2 separate regions of the Zea mays genome follow, and region 1 is linked to region 2. Evidence: chromatin contacts called from public Hi-C data. All regions are on one chromosome and are shown on one strand. Each heading gives the region's core, a stretch centred on a gene start, on an enhancer-like site or on the middle of the called end of the contact. The rest is flanking DNA. Distances are from core to core; before and after follow the strand shown. Region 1 holds the start of LOC103633052 (protein DETOXIFICATION 49). Region 2 holds the start of LOC100280778.

Region 1 (6,020 bases), core at 589-3,088, 390 kb after region 2:
GTCGGTTAAAATTACAAAAAGGAAAAAAAACTAATAAAGAAAAAAGAAAACCTATATCTAATGAATCGAGGATGCAAATCATCCATGAATCGGGTCCTGGTTCCGTCGCCGCTAGACGCAATCACGCAATCCGCCACTATGAACAATGTGTTCCCGACCTCTGCTTTGGCCGCTTCTGCATGGCTTGTTTTGTCCTCGTCGACAATGCCGACGACGTCAAAGCCGTCGCCGCGCCCGCCGGTGAGCTGGCGGGCGCGCTCCGTCTGCTCCGCCCAGTCGGTGCCGAGCACGGCGCGCAGCATGAGCGCGGCGCAGACGAGCTGCGCGGCCAGCATGCCGCCCCACATCCCGCGGAAGTCCAGCCCGGGGGCCCAGAACGCCAGCGCCAGCGCCACGGGCATGCCCACGCCGTAGAACGCCGAGACGTTGATCCTCGCCGCCTTCCCGGGCCTCGCGCTGCCGCGCAGCACCCCGCAGCCGGCCGTCTGCGGGCAGTTCCCCAGTTCGGCCATGCCGAGCAGCGGTAGCGCTGCCGCCGCCAGCTTCAGGATGGCCTCGTCGGTGGTGAACATCCGTGCCCAGACGCCCCGCACGGACACGGCGAATGCGCAGGCCACGAGGCCGAGCGCGGCGCCCAGGCCGAGCCCGACGCGCGCGACGAGGCGCGCGCGCTCCGGCCTCCGGGCGCCCAGCTCGTGCCCGACTCGCGTGGACACGGCGCAGCCGAGCGAGTGCGGGAAGATGTATATCAGCGACGTGGTCTGTATGAGCACCCCCATGGAAGCCACCGCGGCCTTGGGGTCGATGAGCACGCCACAGAGGAGCACCATGATCTCGTACCACCACCACTCCAAGCAGACGGACATGCAGCTGTGCGCGCACAGCCTCACCAGGCTCCACCACTCCTTGGCGCCCTCCTCCTCCACCTCCTCGGCTGGTGGCGCCGCCACGGACGCGCCCTTCTTGGCGCCGTCATCGTCATGGGTGCCGTACATTCCGCGGAGGTAGACGTACGCCACGAGGAACAGCAAGAAGTTGAGGTTGGTCCAGACCCCGCCGAGCGCGACGCCACGGACGCCGAGGCCGAGGACGCTGACGAGGAGGAAGTTGATGGGCACGTGGAGGAGCAGCGCGGCGGCGGCGCCGTAGGTGAGCGGCAGCGTGACGGACTGCGCGCGCAGGTAGATACGGATCGGGTGGAGGAAGCACTGCAGCACGAGGTCGGGGAGGCAGCAGAGGATGTAGGCGTACGCCGTGGCCGCAATGTCAGGGTCCTGCCCCGCGGAGACGAGGACCCGGTTCATGGCCACCCAGAGCATGGCGATGGGCACGGACGCGGCCAGGAGCAGCAGAACAGTGCGCCGGAGTGCGGTGCGGAGGAGGTCCGTCCGCCCCGCGCCGAACGCCTGGCCGCAGACCGGGTCCATCCCGCCGGCGAGGCCGGAGAGGACGGAATAGCCGGTGATGTTGGCGAAGCCGAGCGCGAGGGAGCCGCCGGCGAGGGGCAGCTGGCCGAGGCGGCCGAGGAACACCATGGACACGAGGGAGCGCATGTAGAACAGGATCCCCGCGCCGGCCATTGGCCCGGTGAGGCAGAGGATGGCGGCCACCTCGGCGAGGACGCTGCCGGGCGCCGGCCTTGGGCGGTCGTGCAGCTTAGGGTAGCCCTTGGCCGTCGAGAGGAGCGGCCTGTGATGGCATTGCGCCGGCTCGGGGCACCGGCACGTCGCCATGGCGCTAGTCCGCGGCCTGCGCGTGAAGCGTCCGTGCCTGCCGCGGCCTCTGGTTTTTGCTGCAGAGGGGCCACACGTCTGTGTGCTGTTGTGGTGGCATCGACGGGAGCTGGCATTGCCAGTGTTTATATAGATGCTTGCAGGCTTGCAGCGTATGACATTCTTATCTTTTGGATTTTCCATGGGCCCAACGGGAAAATGGTTCATTGTAAATCGAGGAGATTGCTCGCTTGGCCCACAGGGCAGAGTGATCCAGCTAGGACGCAATAAGGACACGACAAACTCTAAACTTGTTGCTACTAGTAACGTGTGAAAAAGAAAAGAAGAGGTCCGTACCGACTAGGACTAGCAGTACAAAAAACACCGTGCATGTACTCTACTCGAATACACCAAAGCTGCAAAGCATTATCTCAACTAATTCATCAGCGCGACTTGATGTCGCACGTGCAAAAAAAGAGGGGTTTTGTGACGATAGCAACAAAAACTGTTGTCCATGTACTGCTTTCCTCGGTTCTTAAAGCTTCAATCGAACTCAGCGCCTCCATTATGCTACGTGACGATTAGCAATCGCACTCCAAAGCTGAGCCCCATTGGTGTATGCATGAAAACGGTCGGTGACCAGAACTATTCCCATTTTCATATTTTTTTTCTAAAAAAAGTAAAAGAAACGATAGCTTCAGAAACAGAAACGACATTATTAATTCGAAATCATCGAAAATAGAAATTCGATACAAAAAATACACCGGTCAGGATCAAAATCTAAAATACGATCAGTAATAATTGTAACATATACTCACAGTTGACTTAAAATAATTCACACAAGTCATACATCCATATAGAAATTAGTAATAATATATAAATAGTCATAAATTCGTAAAGGATGAAAGCATAATTCACACAGTATTAAAGTAATACATCATTCACAGAAACAAGCGATTAGCACTGAGCACACATACATATAGTTAGGAATCCATAACTCGGTACCTCACAAAACACGAAACTATTCGATTGAAAACACATCAATATGTGTATGATGACAATATCACACATCAAACTATAGAGCATAGAACAAGCATATAACTTGACCCATCATAATATAAGTAATAATGTATAAAACATTAAAACACAAAGTAAGGATGTCACATTCAATATAAGATAATGTACAAGTAACGAAATCATCATATAATTAGATAAAGCACTAGCGAACATAGTAGCATATGGCTATAAAATCAATATGTGTATGATGACATGTCACCTACATTCTTATTATACTCTACTATTTGACGTAATCAACATAATTGGTGTCCTCCTGATAAGTATCATGCGAACTATGAATATATGTACCGAGAGTAACAATTAGTAAGAAACTATAAATAAGAGCAATAAAAGTTTCAAATAAATCTAAACTTTGTGCCATTATATAGACCTTGATTTTAGAAAAATAACAAAATTATTTTCATTTTTTTAAGTTAAGATGAATTTATTATAAATTTACAAAGATTAATTTAAGATTTAATATTTTTTCTAAAAAACCAAATTGTTATAGGTAGAAAATATCGAATAAATATAGTAAATTTTAAAAACGGTAGAGAGAAACTAAAACTGTTTTCGTTCATGTTCTCGATTTTTTCTACCGATTTCGTTTTCGTATCTCTGTAACTGTTTTTGTTTTCTCCTAGTCCTAAATTTCGATAAACTTTTAAAATAATTATTGGTACCAACTAAGTTTATACAAAATACTTCATATGTTATAATAAAATTAATATAAAAATAACTAATTTTTTATTAAAATGTACTAATATTTATGATTCGCAATAAGTATCATTATATACAAATACTCCATCTGTTATAATTATAAGTATTAATTTTATATCCTATCATAATGTATATTTATATAGACATCAAGAGCTAATCATGTATTTGTAAAAGCTAAAAAGTTTTATAATTTAGAATAAAGAAATTTTTAAAAAATAAATTTTATAGTACACTATATTTTTTAACTAATATATTATAAAATACAAATGTTGAAACTTTTCTCTGCACTAGTAAAAATGCTCTTCCAAGACCGAGATGATGACAGTCGACAACAAGGTGTCAGTGCCAGCACATTGGAAGGGTTCCTACCAGGACTCCATCAACCATGGTGTCGCTTGCAACCGCAAGCTTATTGGCGCCAGGTTCTTCAACAGGAACATGCTGCTCAGCAACCCGATCGTGGTGGACACCAATCAAACGCTCGACACCGAGGGCCACGACATCACACGCTCGACACCGAGGGCCACGACATCACATGCTCTCTGCCGTGGGCAGCTTCGAGCCCTATGCCTGCCTCTTCATCTATACCACTAGCACTACCAATGGTGGTGTCCCACCTATGACAGTTGCTAGTTGGCGAAGTGCATCGCCGCTGCCCTTGCGGGTTTCGAGTCCATCCATGACAATACTGACTTTATCTCCATCTTCTTTGGCCAGGATGCACCCCTCGTCGACGGACAACACCAAGTCTCTTCTACGAGCCCGTCACGCGCACTCGGCTGCCTCCACATAGCCATCCACGTCATCTCCGTCGTATGCTTCACCGACAACTCTGGCCACTACGACGACATCATCGTCAACGCTGCGCCATGGGTTCACCATTATCGCCGCTGCCACTGTCCACAGGAACTTCCCCCAATGTCGTCACCCTCGGTAACATCGTGCACCTGAATGGGACAAGCCTCGAGTCCCCCACACTGCACTCCAGTGTGCTCTACCCTGATGGTCGACATCGCGCGCGCCACCTCTAACCCGTATGCCACCGCCAACTGTGGTCTCGGCACCGTTGACCATGTGAGTGGATTGTGGGGGGAGCGTGATTGATGAGGGATAGGGATGGCAATGGGTCGGGTTTGGATCGGGTAGAGTAAATACCCACTCGCGACCATACCCGCGGGGATTATCTATATCCGCCCATTACTATACCCATAGGTAAAATTTTGTACCTGTGTCCGTACCTATCGGGTATCGGACGGATATCGGGTACCCATCGGGTATAGCAGTTTGGTGCATTCTCCCTAAATGAAGTCTAGTGCATTTCTGAGTGTCGCACATCACCATGATCACCGGAGGCACATAATGTTGTTGCACATTGAAGTCGTGCAGATATAGCCCTAGATGTGTGTTGCTACTTTTTTTTGGTGATAAACTTCCAATTCGTCGGGATCAGAGAGTAGCTAGCATAGTCGTCTGGTGTAGTAACACTCTCCTAGCTCGAGTACTTGTACTAGCTAGCACTAGTACTATGTACTATCACTTTATCAAACGTACTGGCATTAGTAATAGAACCAGATGAGAATAATTAGCACACAGGGAGGGATGGCAGTAGGATGAGCTGCCAAGGATGGACAGCTAGCTAGTGTACTGGCAGGTCGAAAATCTAAAATCACTATTTTCGGATATTCGTTAGGTACTCGCGGGTAAGAAATCAAATCCGTACCCGACACGATTTTACTACAGGTCAGGTTCGGGCAAGACATGCGGGTCAAATTTCGTGCTCGTACCCGTACCCGATATCCGAACCCGTGGGTAAAATTGTCATCCCTAATGAGGGAGGGATGATCCAAATAAGCTAGACCATTAGATTTGAGTGAGTAAGACAAAGAAAAGACTTAAACTGATCTCGTCCCTTGCTTTAAAAGGTGAGATGGTTCTGGGTGCTTTTGTTTGTGTAGCTGTTGCAATGTTTAAAGTGGTGCTTTATATAAGGTACTCCATTCATTCATAAATATATGACACCATTGACTTTTAAAAAAAACTTTGACCACTTGTCGTATTCAAAAAATAATGAGTTATCATTTTATATTTTTGTGATTTGTTTTATCACTTGAGATAGTTTTTGCTTAACTTAAAATTTATATTTTTGAATAAATATTTTGAATAAGACGTGTGGTTAAAGTTTTCAAAAAAAGTCAACGGTATCATATATATTTATATATATATATGTATATATATATATATATATATATATATATATATATATATATATATATATATATTAGTCGGTTGCCCGTGCGTTGTGACGGCTTACAATAATACCCACGCAAATTATCCACAAAAAAACTGTAAGTTTTTTTATTGATTGTCTCCGCTCTCTGTATAATATTTTTTGATTTGGCTAACTGATGTTATTGTTTACTCCATGTAATATGTCTTGGTACAATAGAACCAATTAAGTGAGCGATTAGAAGAAAGATCACAACGATTGACTGAATGAACAGAGATTATAAAATGACATAATTCCACCATACA
Region 2 (5,702 bases), core at 1,230-3,729:
TATTTCGGTTCCGTGCTCGTACCGCTAGATTATTAGTGGCTGGTGATTCGTCCTTGCATTTTGGACAACCCTGCTCATCGGAAACCCCAACGTGCGGGCTAAACGTCGCATTGAAATCTGAATCTGCTACTTGTTTCGAACGAAGCGAAAGTGAAGGAGTTTTGGAGATTGAAAATTTTCCTATGTGGCCTTTGAAACAAATGATTGAGTTTCTATAAATTCTATAAAATTCATATGGAATGATTTATTGTAGTGGGATTTTACAAGATTTCTAATGTGTCATTCAGCCTCTGGAAACTTTCTATTGTGTTTATTTATCATCTTTGATTTCTATGTGTTTTTTCCTACGTTATATCCAAACGCTCTATTATTTTTTTGTGTTTTCACTTCTCGTAACAATGTAAGTGTCATGCAACTTTATTTGTATTTTTTTTCTATTCTCGTGTGTGTGTATATATATATATATACATATATATACATATATATATATATACACATATATATACATATATATATATATATATATATATATATATATATAACCAAGAAGTTAATTTTTTTAAAAATATATGCACTATTATTTATTATCTTACTCTTCAATACATTTTCACATTAAAGTTACTCAAATATATAACATATTATGTTGATTGTATGCTTACGAAGCAATTATAAACCATTAAAATTTTAATAGACTTTTAAGTTACAATTTTATTAGCAGGGCATACGTATAATAAGTTAGTTGCGTTCTAGGATTCACCGATATATTTGACAACCTAGTTGGTGTCGTCGTCTCCCTTCCTAGATTAAGGGTGCCTAAACCACCATCCTTTTTTTCGCCACAGGTGGTTCTAGCATATCGGCATCACACTGTTTCATCCCACACATGTTGACATCATAGAGATATTGCTGTTATTATTATTGTTGTTCTGGTGTTGATCGTCATAAACATGAGGAGCATAGTCGAACATGTCGTTAGTGCTGGTACGTGAGTATATACATCGACATGCTTTCCTTTCATAGTAATATATGTCTAATGGTAACAATCTATAATTCTATATCTATGAGCTATTATTAATTAAATATGGTAGATATGCTAGTGCGTATGATATGTGTTTTCTTCTTCACTAGTACCAGAGTCGTTTATACGGAGGTTTTTGTTTATGGTTTCGTATATAGGCAATATACCTTTTAGATTCAATCTTACCTTCTATAGCACAAGTAGTTCTGACCAATAATTTTAACTAATAACTTTTAACTAAACTATCAATATTTATATCCTTTGTTTCTGCTTTGCCGTTCATTAAAAAATATAAAGTAGAACCAAGATGTACCGAGTAAAATATAGAAAAAATATTAAAGAGTGAAGGAACGTACAATTTTTATTAGAACGTCTCTAAATTAGAATTTAGATTAGATACTGGGTTTTGGAATGCCCAAAGCCAACAACTTTTTTTTTATTGTGAAGACAGGTGCTCGGGAACAGGTTCAAGCTACCAACTTCCTCTGTTTGTGTCGCGTGCTCTGTTTTGGGGAGTCAGGGGGCATGCTCTGTTTTCCTTTTCCAAACTTGCTCTGTTTTCATTACCACTACAGTCCCAAAATTTGGCATGGGGAGCCAACTGGAAAAAGAAGAGAAATTCAAGGTATCAACGTCCTCAATTCTAGTAGCTCCACAGTGGCACATCGGCGACATTGGTGTAGCCGTCGTCTCCGAACGCCGGAACTGCGGACGGCAGCTCCATCAGCATTCCCTGCGCCATGCTCGCGTAGTATAGATCCCAGCTCATGTTATCGAACACGTCGAGCTGGAACGACGAGACCTCCGTGGCCGGTGACGACTCCTCGCCGTCAGTGGCAGCATCGTCGTCGGTGCCCGAGGTGGACGGCGTCGGCGATGTGGCCGAGCGCGCGTCGTCCCCGGCGGCCGCCTCGCGGCGCTGAAAGTCCTCCACGGCCTCGGCGACCGCACGGCGGACGTCGGCAAGGCTGGCGTACGAGGCGGGGACCGCGAGCAGCCACGCGGAGTCGGCGAAGTTGAGGCACGCGCTCGCGCCGGCGATGGCGAGCATGGCGGCGTCGTGCGCGCGCGCGGCGGCCTCGGCGGCGTCGAACGTGCCGAGCCAGAGCCTGCACCCGCGCCTCCCGGGCACGCGCACCTCGCACACCCACCGCCCGGCGCTGCCGCGGCGCCGGACGCCACGGAACACGGGGTGCCGCGTCTCGCGGAACTTGGTCCGCCCCGCGGGCCGCTTCGGCGGCGACGTCCACACGGTCTGGTGCTCCGGCGAGGTCGAGGTCGAGGCCGAGGCCGAGGCCGAAGTCCAGCTGCTCGCCGAGCCCGACGACTCGGCACTCATCTCCTTCTTGGTCGGACACATCTTTGTTCTGGATCACCTGTTGAACGATTTCTTAGCTCTCGAGTAGTAGAGTGGATGTTGTGGCTACCTTCGCTGCTGCTTGAATTGTGCTCGAGTGGTTTTTGCGATGCGATGGTAATGTCTAATTTTTTTAAAATACTAAAACAATTAATATTTTAGGACGGATGCTATTGGTATGGCGGAAGCGTAACCACAAGCTTCCGCTAACGGTTTTCATCTCTCGTAACTTATAGCGTTTTTGTGTGCGTCCAAAGGACGCTCTTGTTATTTATGTATAAAAATGGCACTTCCTCGGTCAAAAATGTGTTATTGAAAGATGCGTATTGGCTATTTTTCTACAATAAATTGGTTAAGTTAAAATAATATCAGTAACATTTATATCCTTGGAACATGTACTGTCTGAGTTGGGACCAGTGTATTTATATAACATGGTCTTCTTTGGTTAATCTTTTTAACCTGGTTTTGATTTTTCTAAAACGTAAAAGTCAATCATAAAGATTGACTTATACTAAAATCTATAACCAAAAACATCTTTTCTTCTAGTACAAATTTGATAGTATCTTACTTCTGCCTTTGACTTTCAACTACTTACAAAAAATTACACTTGTGCCACTAGTTATGAAAGATGCCAGTTCGTTGAGGGGATCGAGGAGTAAATCAATTCATTTCTCTTATAATCCTCTCCAACTCTGGAGAGGATGTGAGTTTTCAAACTCGCCCTCATAGATCGACCAACCGCTCGGCCCCGCCCTCTAGGGCGCTTGACTCACCTGACTTATCCTGGCGTAACGTGTCCTACAACGATGGCTGCAAGTTTTGTCCTAATGGCGGCACGACCTATCTTATAAAAGATGCAATTACCGTAGATATCATGTTTCGTGTTATAGACATATATATAGTGCTGAACAATATCTTCAATATTTTTCTTTAAAAAACGATTCGCACAACATCAAGTTGATTTGGATGACTACTATTAGTTTGGCAAACTAAAGGTCTTATTTGGAAGCAAGAGAGTTGAGAGTGATTAGGGCTAAAACACCTTATTATTTAAAACTGAATAGTAATAAAATTTAGCCACCTTAACCCCTCCAATCAACTTGCTCCTAAACCACGCTCCAGGCATAATCGTCAAACTCCCAAAACTGGAGGTGTCGCAGCTCGCGATGACGTCAGCATTTGTGAGCCGCAATACTGAAACCACCCACGGTATCGGTATCACAGAGCGGGCAGCAGCTGGGAGGCTCCCGCACCAGAACCGCGTGCGGCGAACGCGTCGCCGCAGTGTCCCGATACCACTTGCGCTTGACGCTTGCCACTCCTGCCCAAAACGACGAGGACGCCCGCTTGCTTGCTACGGACCGAGTCCGAGTTCCCGGGCAACCGGACAAAACGCCGCTTTTGAACAGCGGACGACCCTGCCTCCACAACCCGCACCGTCACGACCATGGGCGCGAGTCGGCGACCTGCAGGGCTCCGACCACTTGCTACTATTAGGGAGTGTTTGGTTTAAGGAATCACTACATCCAAATTGAGGTGGTGCATCATGGGTTCATTCCTCAAATTTGGTGGGATGAACATATTCCTCATATTAGTACTAACTAACTATAAGGAATGAGGTGGTGATGGATCAACTCATTCCATTCTACAAACCAAACAAAAATAGTGAGGAGTGAGAAGATGATGGACTAGCTCATTCCACAAACCAAACACCCTATTAGTATGCCGTGGTTGCTCGCGTCACGGCCTTCGAAACGGAACCCGGTTCGGTTGCACGCGCGAACGGTGACGGCACGGCCAACTGAAGCCAGCTGTGTCCTCTGTTGCTGGCATGTGGTTCCGCTCGTGGTAAAGACCTAGAGGATATTCTAGTCCAGTTGCCGCTTGGGGCGCCCAAGGGGGGAGGCATCGACCGCGACGGCGACGTCGCGGGAGGTGCGCGCGCGCAGCCTGAGCTTATCCACCCGCGCCGCGCACACGCGTTTCCGGTCTGGATCCGCCGTGGCGACTAAAAATACTATGGGGATTGGGGGAAGGCATTGGCGGTGGGAATATTCGAGTCAGGTCCTGCTCTTTTTTCCGGATGCTTTGAGTAGACGATGAAGGATGCTTTGAGTAGACGATGAAGGCCCTGTTTCAATTTTACGGGATAAACTTTAGCTATATAAATTGAAGTGCTAAAGTTTAGCTTCAATTATCACCATTGGCTCTTCTATTTAGATTACAAATGGCTAAAAATAGCTAAAAAAGCTGTTAAAATTTATCTCGCGAGATTAGAACAGGGCCGAAGTTTCGTTACGATTGCCGATTGGGATTGGGTAGACAACTGCAGAAGAAACACGCACAACTTAACGCCACCCCGACCGGAATCGAGACAGAAACGATCGTCTCAGGCGGCATAGGCTGTGATCAGAGGTGTTACAGCTGTACCGATCGACCCAGATGAACTTTTGTTGATTACCATGAATGAATGTGATTTACGGGTCTAAACAAAAAATAACTTTGCTCGTCGAGATCAAAATTCCGTACCTTTTTGTTTTGCTCTAAAATAGATGTCGCTGTAGTGTTCGTGTCGATCAGAGTTTCTTGAGTTTGATTAGATTCATTAGAAACATTAGCAAAATATCTTTAAATACTTTTGTTATAAAAATAGATTTAAATGTATATCGAATAACATCAATTATATGCTACATATATAGTTAAGTTGAAAATAGCTGACTTATTAGAAAGTGAGAAAGTCAATTATTTTAGAACAGAGATAATATACCCCCATCGTTTGATTCTTTGCCGGTGTGTGAAGTTGACTCTCCAAGTACCAACTCTTTCAACTCGGCGCGGCTAGATTACTCTAGTATTAATCATAATTCACATATATTAAGATAAGTTATATCTTAATCTATCTTAATACATGTGGATATAGTGGACCAAAATCTCGTAGCATCATTCGTATTATTGGGTCATGTCTCATGCATACTATACAGTTCCTATTGCATCCTTAGTAAGTGCAAAGGCTTCCTTCATTTTTTTATATACCATATTTTAGTTAAAAGTAAATTGACGGACAATAACTAAAATGTCGATGAGCATGCTCTGTTTTCATGTTTCGCAAACTTGTTCCATCTCATTACCAAAAGAAGTAACCGTTTTACACTGCCAAAATTAGGCGCCACAGGCCAAGCAAAGAAACGGAAAATTTCAGTCTCTAGTAGCTCCAGAGCGGCACATCGGCGAAGCCTTCGTCCATGAACGCCGTGACCGCGGACGGTGGCTCCACGAGCAATCCCTGCGCCAAGCTCGCGTAGTGCAGGTCCCAGCTCATGTCATTGA

What was found. A called contact is a pair of places that touch in the nucleus more often than the background predicts.
Region 1: a Hi-C map of endosperm shows a contact between it and region 2, with 2.4 times the contacts expected there. The contact joins the promoter of LOC103633052 here to the promoter of LOC100280778 in region 2. A contact is called at or near these places in 4 of 25 Hi-C or Micro-C datasets (bundle sheath, ear, endosperm and 1 more).

The regions. Positions count from the first base shown.
Region 1 is chr7:147,650,489-147,656,508 of Zm-B73-REFERENCE-NAM-5.0, forward strand. LOC103633052 (protein DETOXIFICATION 49) reads right to left here and starts at 1,839. Exons shown (of 1, transcript XM_008654737.4): 1 at 1-1,839. The coding sequence starts at 1,733. The coding sequence ends at 12.
Region 2 is chr7:147,256,200-147,261,901 of Zm-B73-REFERENCE-NAM-5.0, forward strand. LOC100280778 reads right to left here and starts at 2,480. Exons shown (of 1, transcript XM_020541212.3): 1 at 1,543-2,480. The coding sequence starts at 2,378. The coding sequence ends at 1,662. It overlaps LOC103633049 (dehydration-responsive element-binding protein 1A), which reads right to left. Exons shown (of 1, transcript XM_008654734.4): 1 at 5,445-5,702. The coding sequence ends at 5,578.